Regions from separate parts of the Canis lupus genome. Here region 1 is linked to region 2. The links are chromatin contacts, called in public Hi-C maps. All regions are on one chromosome and are shown on one strand. The core of a region is the stretch at or near the end of the contact, and the rest is flanking DNA. Distances in the headings are between cores, read along the strand shown.

The links. A called contact is a pair of places that touch in the nucleus more often than the background predicts.
Region 1: a contact with region 2 is called in a Hi-C map of blood, with 3 times the contacts expected there. The contact joins the enhancer-like site here to the promoter of N4BP1 in region 2. A contact is called at or near these places in 4 of 9 Hi-C or Micro-C datasets (amygdala, blood and liver).

What each region holds. Positions count from the first base shown.
Region 1 is chr2:65,834,437-65,839,249 of UU_Cfam_GSD_1.0, reverse strand. N4BP1 (NEDD4-binding protein 1) reads right to left here. Exons shown (of 7, transcript XM_038531101.1): 3 at 2,570-2,700; 4 at 1,008-1,104. Among named protein-coding and RNA genes, the nearest start is that of N4BP1, 37 kb to the right of the region's middle. Within about 2 kb of position 1,914, at least 2 of the 20 cell types and tissues checked have an H3K27ac peak or open chromatin away from gene starts, as enhancers often do. A contact at or near this core is called in blood, where this site is marked.
Region 2 is chr2:65,798,581-65,803,884 of UU_Cfam_GSD_1.0, reverse strand. N4BP1 (NEDD4-binding protein 1) reads right to left here and starts at 3,888. Exons shown (of 7, transcript XM_038531101.1): 1 at 3,691-3,888. The coding sequence starts at 3,888.

The DNA.
Region 1 (4,813 bases), core at 665-3,164, 37 kb before region 2:
TCCCATCCCCACTCAGCCCCTTTTCACCTTTAACCCATTTGACTATCACAAGCCAAACACGGTCTTCAATGTGGGGGGGACCATTTTGGTGGAATACTGAGGCAAAACCACCGGGGCATTCTAAGTGTTTCAGGCCAGAATACCATAAAGGGGGGCAATGTAGAAGAAACACCAAGAGGCTACTACACTACTACTGACTTCACTCCGAAGTGGGTTTGAAAAATTGGCTGTCGTGTCAATGGTCACATTTGGGACCTTCTCTCATTCAACCACCACAACACTCTCCTCTATTATTTATTTGTGTGCCTTCTTCTTTAGATCAGTAGAAACTGTATCTGAATCATGCGTGTTCCGGGTCTAGTTCTGGGCACTGCACTTCGTGCTCAGCAAAGCTTTTAGAAGAAAATGTAAAAGGTGCAGATTAAAGCTTATTGTCTCCAATGCACTAACACTTGCTTTCTGAGTGACACTCCAACCTCAGAAATGCAGCTTACTCTGATCATGCTTTGGGTCAGCTGACACCATCTTTCATTACATGGAAGAAATACTGAGGGCTTAGGTATGACAATGACAAACTAAGTCTGGCCAAAATCAACCTAGAGAAGATAGATAATGTTTGAAAAGCATCCGTGAGGCTGCCACACTCAGACAAGACAAACTTTACTCAAACATCACTTTTAGTATGCATCAAAAAAGAGAACTCAATGTCCGCTTTTACTTATGGATTCTCGATCATGTTTTATTTAAGAAACAAATAACAAACAAACATTCTAACAGACTTTAGGTAATGTTCTTAAACCCAGAAAAAAAAAATTAAAAAAATAAAAGTAACTCACTGAGTATATAACCTTAATGTCCATAAATATTAAAATTCTCAAACCCCTTGATCTATTAAGTCCTTTATGCATGTGGGTCCAGGAGCATCACGAACTGGCCAGTGGAGCAGGCGGTAGGCTCCTCACCACCCCGCTCCCCACCACTTCAGGAAAGAAAACAGCCTGTCATACCTGTCGTCATGAGAAGCAATTCTTTCTCCAAAGACCATCCGGGCAGGAGTTAAAGATAATATTCCGAGCTCCTGTAGCTGGGTTAAGAAGTGCTGTTCTGTTTACAGAATAAGTTGAATACACATTCAGAAAAAGGCTATCTTCCCAGATGTTTAAATAAATGAAAGTATCCCCAAATGTTTCACTTGGAGAGTTATGAAAACCTTTTCCTTCCTAACTCAAAAAGACTCACTTTTACTAACACACTAGGAAGGAAAAAAAAATTAAGCAACACACACTAAGGCAAAAAGAATGTAAAAATTGACCTTAGCTGTTTTTTAAACTCATCTGTTCCTTAAATTAAGAGTAAACCATAAACCTGTATTTAATGAACCCTACCATCAATAGCTTTTTCACAGCAACATCACAAGCAGCAGGACAGGGACTGAAGACACAAGTCCCAGAGAGAAGGTGGGGATGGGACAGGAAACAGGACCGGAAGCAGAGGGAGTGCAGGGACAAGAGGCTCTGTCCCACCCCAAGAGTCTGTCAAAATATCCCTCTGGCTGGCACTGAATTCAACCTCTCTGTCATGTGCAGGAAGCTTTGCTGATTTTCATGGGAGTGGGTCATGACAAAGAAATGAGGGCCAAAGCCAAACTGTAGAAAACCAGTCAATGGGCAAAAAGCAGCTAAAAGCTCAGGGTGTGGTGGCCCTCACCCGCACCCCAGCAATGGTACTCACTGTTGGCTTAGACTGAAACAGTTTTATTGTCCTAGACATGCAGAGCACAGGAGGGCTCACAAGACCCTCTCATGGATCCTACTGCAAAAATTAGTGGCTCTGCCTCAGTCCTCAAGCACCCTCAGTTAAGACTGATCTGCTCCCCAAAATGAGGGAAGTTGGGATACTTGAGAAATGTGTGGTCTTACCATTTCCACCTCAACAGTGACTAAGTTTCACTTCCTGTTTAAATGCTGGGTGAGCTCTGTATTCACCCTTCCTCCTCCTAATCTACCTTTTGTGTCTAGGCTCACTGCCATGTTAAGCTGCCTGACATAGTCTCACCACTCTTCTGTGACCTGAGAAACAACCTAAGGTTTCTCTGGAATACTGCACGATTCACCAAGTTCAAAGCTCTCGTGTGTGGCCTGCAATCAACCATGGAGTACCACCACACGATTAAAAGACATAACTCATATTAAGCTATTAAACACACTGTTCAAAAAACACTGTATATGGGAGTTCCCAAATTTATCAAGTGACCATTTTAGAAAGGACTATTTAATGAGGCAAAAGCCCAGACTAACAAAGACAAATTTAACCTACTTTTTAGAAAGTCAGGAAAATTTTTGTGATGTATAATGAACTCTAACATAACTTTCCATATAAACAACTATGTTAACTTTCCATCCTTCCCCCAAGTACTTCTTAGGCTTTAACGCACTATTGTTCTACTGGGACCAACAGAGTACCATTTTACTTTTAAAGCTGTGACTCTAAGAAGAATGTGTTGCAATTATAAGCCAACTCATTAACATCTAGAAAGGGAGAAATTTGGAAGGATCAGTTTTTGCCTCACCTGTGACATTAGGATCACGCCTTGTTCTCCACTGTGGGACAAATACAGTGATATTTCTGTTGCCAAGCTTCCAAAAATATTCAACTGCAATTGCAATTCCACGACAAGAAAAGAACTTTTTCAGACCATGGCTATAAGAAAACAAAATTTATTTCAGCTTAAAGTATGTTAAGTTTCACCATGAAAAAGTGAAATGGTAAACTCCACATACAACAAAAACAATTGCAAATACTTTTACACTCTTTGGCATCAAGCTGCATAGTTTATGACTTTGCAAAGCCAGATGGAATCCTTTGCATGACATGTGATTAACAGCTTTATGATTTTTCTTGTATTTTGCTAATTTAATTGAATGTGCTATTGGTATAGAAGGCAGTTTTAGCTTCATGATAATACTTGTTTATTACATTTTTTATTTTGTTTTTTTTTTAGAGAGCCCATTCCAAAGAGTCCTGGCCTAGTCATTGGCCTCTAAGAATATTTTATACATTTTATTAAGAAACTTGTTGCTGAAGCAGAAGTAGACATGATGACTCTTCCATGATACGGGACTCACAACTTCTAAAGGCTACAGATGCCTCTGGCTCCAAGGTTCCATACACTTTCTAGGCAACTGTGAAACCTACTCAGTTTACCGCTTCTAGGGAGATAAGGAAGTTGAGGGCATGATTACAATGAAACTAACAGGGACAGTATAGAATGTAAGTCAGGATACGATTTTCTGGAGAGGGCCCTTGCAGGCCATCTGGTCTCTGCTGCATCACTCAAGTCCACCAACTGGAAATGAATGAGGGTGGCTGTGTTTCTTTATTTACAAAAACAGGTGGTGGCCAGATTTGGCCCACAGTTCGCAACCCCTGATACAGTGGATTACAAACTGGTCCCACCCAAAAATGTGGTAACAAATTTCAAAAGAAACAAACAAAAAAATCTTTAAATTGTATTCTCTAGCAGTTAATAAAAATGGAGATTTTTTTAAAAAGCTGGTTTTCAAAGTTTGAAATTTTGTAGGCAGTAATCCATTTACCTAATGGATATTAGAGAGAAAAAGAATCAAAACCCCAAACTATAAAGCTACAGTTTATAAAATGAGCATAATCTATCTTCACTATTTCCACAGTCACTTATACTCCAGTGACAGGAAATCCTGCACCTTCAGTCCTGTCTTCTCTTTATGTCTAGTGTCTCCACATCAAAACCACTTGGTGGAGAATTTCTTCACTTAAAAGTCCCACCAGCTCCTGCACGTGTCTCAAGTCAGCCCCACTAAACCCAATCCGTCCTCAAACCCCAGTTAGACCCCAAAACGCAGCCCTGATGCCTCTGATCCTGCTCAGAGTCTTCAATGGCACTATCCCTCTGGACAAACCCAGGGCAGTGCTTCAAGTTCCCCTCCACATCTGACTAGTCAGGAGGGATCCAGCCACACTCATTTCTGTCTGGGTGGGCTTACCACCTCCCTCTTCCTGGGCAGTGGGCTTTCGTTTCACTGCTTTGTAGACCTTCTCTTATACCTTCTTCCAGTGCCTTTGGGACTCAATTCCAGACCCTCTTCTATGAAGCCATCCCTAGAAACAGGCCTTCAATCATCCCTCCTTTTTCCTGTTTTGCTATCCTGTACTGTGCCCCAGAATGACAGAATTTAGGAGGAGACAGAACAGTTAGATTCCTGTTAGCTAAAAAAAAATGAAAGCCCCGAGAGGCAGAGCGACTTTCCCAGGAGTGCTGCAATCACAGGGTGGGTGCACTGGAATTACTCAGGCTTCCGTACTTCTGGACCAGTGTCCTTTCTAGCACCCTACAATGGGACTGGCTCCACCTAAATCTATATTTTCATGGAGGAGGAATGAGCTGGACATGCACTAAACTTCTAACACTCAGAAGAGTAGCTCAGGAACTCCTCCTTTAAGAGACTAAAGCCTACTCTCTCCTCAGTGAGCCACAAACAAGAGACTGCACAGCTTTGCCCCAAAAAACATATGCTAGAAAATCCATTCTTGATGAGGTAACTCAGTAGTGGTATGTTTATCTAAAAACATTCAAAATATGGCAAGAATGTAGCAACAGGACGTCTGTTACTGGAGAAAGGCTGGAGGTAGTTTTCTTAGGCCTCATCGTAAAAAAAAAAAAAAAAAATAAAAAAAAAAAATCTTTAAAAATCATTGTAATTGCTTAAAAGTGAGAACACATCCAGAGTTCATATCAACACAGCCTGAACATAAAAATCCAAAATACAACAGGCTA
Region 2 (5,304 bases), core at 2,639-5,138:
CAGCCTCATCCCTCTCTACCACCACTGTCTAACTCCAAGGATCCTACCCAGGCACTGCATCTTTGATCTGTGAGTGAAGCAACATCTAGTTAGTACCTTCACTTCCTCTCTGAAATTCAGTCCTCAACCTCCTATGATTCTGTAACTTTGGCCACCACGGACTTCAACCTCCTCCTGCTGGGTTCCAATACTCTCTACCGGGTTCCCTCTCTTTGAGACATCTCCTCCCAGCCCTTGTGGTAATGCCACATTGCTATAAAAGTCACTAAACACCCCCAATTTCTGTCCTCATATCAACACAAACCAGCAATGGACCACACTGAGAAAAGAAGCCTAGAGTATAAACACTGACTATGGAGATAGTTCTTAGAAATGTAAATCTAATGGCATCACTCATGTTGTCACAACCCTTCCATGACTCCCTCCTACCTGCCTGCTTGGTAAAATCCATGTTTTTCTGCAGGCCCCAAGTGCTTTGTGACTTGGCCCCTTTCTGTCTCTGACTGTTTCTTCCTATCTACTCCTACACTTGTGAAGTCAGTGATAAACTGGCACTATTTCACATCCCTGTAATTTTACACATGTTCTTCCCCCTGGAAAACTCTTGTTCCATTCTTTAACACCCCATTAAGAAGAGCAATCCTTCCTCTCCTGTATTACTGTAACACCTTGTACATATTTCAATGGGTAACATGTATCATACTGTACTATTTGTTTCCAAGTCTGTCTCCCCTACTAAGCTATGGATTACCTGAAGTCCAGAGGCAACTGTCAGTGCACTTCCTGACACATAAATTTTCTTTAAATGTTGGCCACCTGGCTCTGCCAACAGGTCGAAACAATATATCTACCATCCTCCCTGACACCAAGGCTTAAAGCCTTTCCCTCAATCCCTACATCCACTCAGCCACCAGATCTCAGTGAAAACTGTCACCCCCCCCCATGTCCAGCTTGGAACATGTCTTTTCCACAGCTGGGTCTTCCTGCCTCCAAGTAAAGGGAAGGCAAGTCCTTCTTCTCTCAAAATTCCTCACTGACTCCTTAATGAATAAGGCCCAAAGGCTTAACCTGGCATTTGGGTCCACTGAGGCTCCGACACTTCTACCAAGATGCTGTGTTTTGGACCTCAAGCTTTTGCTCACAACTACCTCCTGGGAATCTTACAGGCTCTTCAAAGCTCAGCCCAAGTGCTGCTTCCCCCAACACATTTCCTCTTTGACGTAGGGTCCACATTTACAGAATGTGTGCCTTTTTAAAACCTCCCAGGACATTATCATTTTCTTTACCTTTCTCTCTAGCCAATGGAGCCCTAACTAACTAAACCCCCACATTCTCTTCTACTCTAACATTAGCTAAATGCAGTGATTTAACATTTTAAAAGCAGGAAACAAAGTAAACCACCTGCAAGGACCCAGAAAAGTTGCTGGCATCTTATCTGAGCCTACTAGCTAGCTACCTAAAAAAATTCTTACTTACTCTAAATCTTCCTTCCCCCAAACCTTCTCCTCCTCCACAACTTAAAATATTGTAGATGTTGAAGTTTGCTTTCCTGTTCTTAATTTCTAAGTTAATGGTTTTCTCTTCCTCAAAAGAATGTAAAACAAACTCCAAAGCCAATTAAAACTACGGTATTCAGTGCTTACCCATGAATCTCAAGGGAAAAGAAAAAGGATTTCTTACAAATGGGAGGACTGGATGATGAGTAACACACATCACAAAGATATCCGAGACACTGTATATCACCAGGGCAAGTGACACCTACTACCAAGATACTGTAAGGCACACCTTTTCCAAATAGTTTACACTCAACTACGTGGCAGGACAAGCAGGAGAAAAGGAGTTGGGAGGGTCTGGCAGAGCGTGCCAAGTTTTTCTGTAGAGCACTTTCCACACTTGGGAGGAGTCTTGAGTAAAGCTGAACTGGGAGCAGGTGAAGCACACAGTAAAAGCAGTGACTAGTCAGTCGGTAGAGGTTTAAGCTTGAGAGCTGCTACCACACAGAACTGGTAAAATAAGGTGGGACTAGATTAGGTTAATGTTCTGTAAATCTCCAGAGGAGGAGTTTAGAGTGAATGAGACAGGCAACAGGAGGTCCTAGTAGGTCCCAAGGCAGGAAAAAGATTTTCTGTGGGAGGATCAGTTTAATGCAAGTTATACCAGAGGGAGGGAGAACGGGAGGGAGGAAGGAATGGAGTGAGGGCAGTGAACTAAGGGAGGGGCACATACCAAGGATGAAGGTCTCAATTGCAGCAGAGGCAACGAAAAAGAGAAGAATGAGCGAATGAGTGCATCTAAGAGATTTTCAGAAATATTAACAGAGCTTAGTCACGGGCCAACCTTTTAGCTCTGGGGAAGAAAGTCAGTCGCTGGGGAAAAAAGAATGAGGGGCCTGGGAAGAAGTTAAAAATTAAGTTAGGGGGTGCCTGGCTGGCTCAGTCCACAAGCATGTGACTCCTGATCTGAGAGTCATGAGTTCAAGCCCCACGCTGGATGCATAGGGCTACTTTAGAAAATTAAAACACTTTACAAAAATGAAAAGTCGGGGAACAAATTAAGCACAGGAAAGCAAATGTGATTCAACATCTACAATGTTTTGAGTTACGCTGCGGAGAAGAATCACAGGTAACTGCCCTATCTCTTCCAAAGATACTAAAACAAGCACCCAGGCTCTTTTTTTTCTTTTTTTTTAAGTCTAAGATACTCAGGAATCACAGAACATCCAATTCTCCAAGGACACTGTTGAAATTTCTGAAGTAGGATGCCACAAAAAGGACCATTTTCTTCCCAGCCAGAGGGTTCATCATTTGGGAAGACAGGTATCAAGAACAAGGGCCCTAAGTCTGAGTCTTGGCTCCCCCACGGACTAGACAGGAAAACCTGGAGAAACCTGGAAGGGAGGAGAAGGGGGGGGGAGGAGAGAGATGCTTTGTTACTGTGTCTTGGTTCGGGGAAGAAGGGGAGTAGTTGAAGGTGTTGCGTAGGTTTAAGGCTGAAATGCTGATTTTGAGAGGTGAGTCACCACTTGCAGAGTTTCAGTTTCCCCAGCTGTTTAATTTAGAGAGAGGAAAAATAATAAAAATGCACCGCCCCGGATTTTTTTTTTTTAAGACCTGCGTTAGATAACCCTCGTGTAGGGTTTAGCATAACGCCTGACGCTCTGTGACCAACAACATCAACACAAAGAATAACGCTCTTTTTCCAACACTGTTGTTAAACATCCCCATCTCTTCTGGATGATGGTACGCTGTGCATTTCACTACTAGGATGGATGGTCGGCCTTTTTTTTTTTTTTTTTTTTTTTGTCGGATTGTCAAAGGGGCCCGAAATCCCAGAAGGGCTCAGAAGCCCCGTGGGTCCCGGAGGCCCGGGGAGAGAAAGGGGGCCGAGGCGGCTGCAGGCCGCGAGCGCGCAGGCCCTGCGCAACACCCCGCGGGCCGGCCCCGGGCTCTGCGCTCCGCGCTCCGCGCTCAACAGCACCCACCGCGGTCGCCGCGACGCCCTCCGACCGACGCGCTTGCGTCAGCGCCGCTTCGCAAACGGGGAAACTGAGGCGCCCGGGGGCTGAGCCGCCAGCCCAAGGTCGCACGGCTCGAGGGCGGGCACGCAGGTCGGCGGGCTCCGGAGATGCGCTCGCAGCCGCGGCGCCTCGCTGCGTCCCCGCACGGAGGGCAGGCGGGCGGCGGGACTCACCTTGGCGCTGTGCACCGCCTCCTGCGCCCCGCGGAGCTGCAGCCAGATGCGCGCGGGCAGCGGCTCCTCGGCCCCGAGCGCGCCGAGCACCGCCAGGCTCACGCCGAACAGGCCCTCGATGCGGCCGCGGCTCCGCTCCAGCAGCGCCGCCTTCTCCGCGGGCGCGGTGAACTCGTCCAGCACCGCCCGGGCCGCCATGGCGGGCGCGGCCTCCCGCGGCGGCGCCGGGGGCCGGCGGCGGCGACGCCCCCTCAGCGTGCCGCCGCTGCACCCGAGCCCGTCCGGCGGCGTCGGCCCTCGCGGCCGCCTAGCCTCGCCCCCGCCCGCGCCCGCGCCCGCGCCCCGCCGCCCGCCCGCAGGCCCAGCTACACCATCCCGGCTCGGCCGCCGCGGCTTGGCAACTGCGGGCGGAGAACCCCTCCGCCCCTTCGCCGCCGCCGCCGCCGCCGCCGCCGCCGCCGCCGCGGGCCGGGCCCCGCCGCCGCGCATGCGCCCAGCCCGCCGCCGTCATTGATGCTCGCCGCCCCCCAGGGAAAGGCGGAGGGCGGGGGCGACGGAACTCGACGTCACGCGCAGTGGCCATGTTGGTTGAGGGCAAGGCGACGGCTCCGGAGAGGGGCCTGGGCGGCCTTCTTGGGTGAGGGCACAACCCTTTTGGGTGACTTGATGGATGGTGAATCTGTGGTTTTACAGATGGGGGATTTGAGGCTATGACCCAGTTGACGGGACTGACCCAGGGTCACAAGGGATTTGGGTTTGTCTTCAGACATCTTGAAGCCCAAACTAGCGCTCTAGCAATTGAGCTTTCCCGCTTCTCAGTAATTGATAGGCAGATGGTACCCCTCCTTCCCACCCTCCCTCTGCCCGCCCGCCTGCCTGCCTGCCTTCTTCCTTCTCCTTCCTTCCTTCCTTCCTTCCTTCCTTCCTTCCTTCCTCCTTCCTTCCTCCTTCCTCCTTCCTTCCTTCCTTCCTTCCTTCCTTCAACAGGAAAGAGGCAGGAAGTAATGCAGGAGGAGGGAGGACTTTTGCGGAATTAGGAATAAGGAGGAAGTATGGAGGTCAATCCTTCTTCCTGAGGAGAAGTTGGCATCATCCAGGGTCCTTACGTAATTACTACTCCTTCCTTCCTTCCTTACGCTCCTTCCGTATTCTTCCTCTGCCTCATTAAGTTGACTGCCTTACCTTCACTTCTCCTTCCTCCTTCCTTCCTTCCTTCTTCCTCCTTCCTTCCTTCCTTCTTCTTTCCTCCTTCCTTCCTTCCTTCTCTTCCTGCCACCCTTTCTGCATCCCTTCCAGCTTCTCAGATGATCTTCCTTCCTTACTCCCCCTCTTCCTCCCTTCCCCCTCCCTCCTTCCTTCCTCCCTCCCTACTTTCCCCTCCCTCCTTCCCTTCATTCCTTCCACCCTTTCTCCTGACCTTCCAGCTTCTCAGTAATTGATAGGTAGATGACCTTCCTTCCTTCCTCCCTCCCTCCCTCCCTCTCTCCATCCCTCTCACCCTCCCTTTCTTTCTCTCTCCCTACCCATCTTCTTCCTTTCTGTTCTGTTCCTTCTTTTTCTTTCTTGTTGTTCTTTGAATAAAAATGGTAACAAGAGGAGAAGAAAATGGGAATA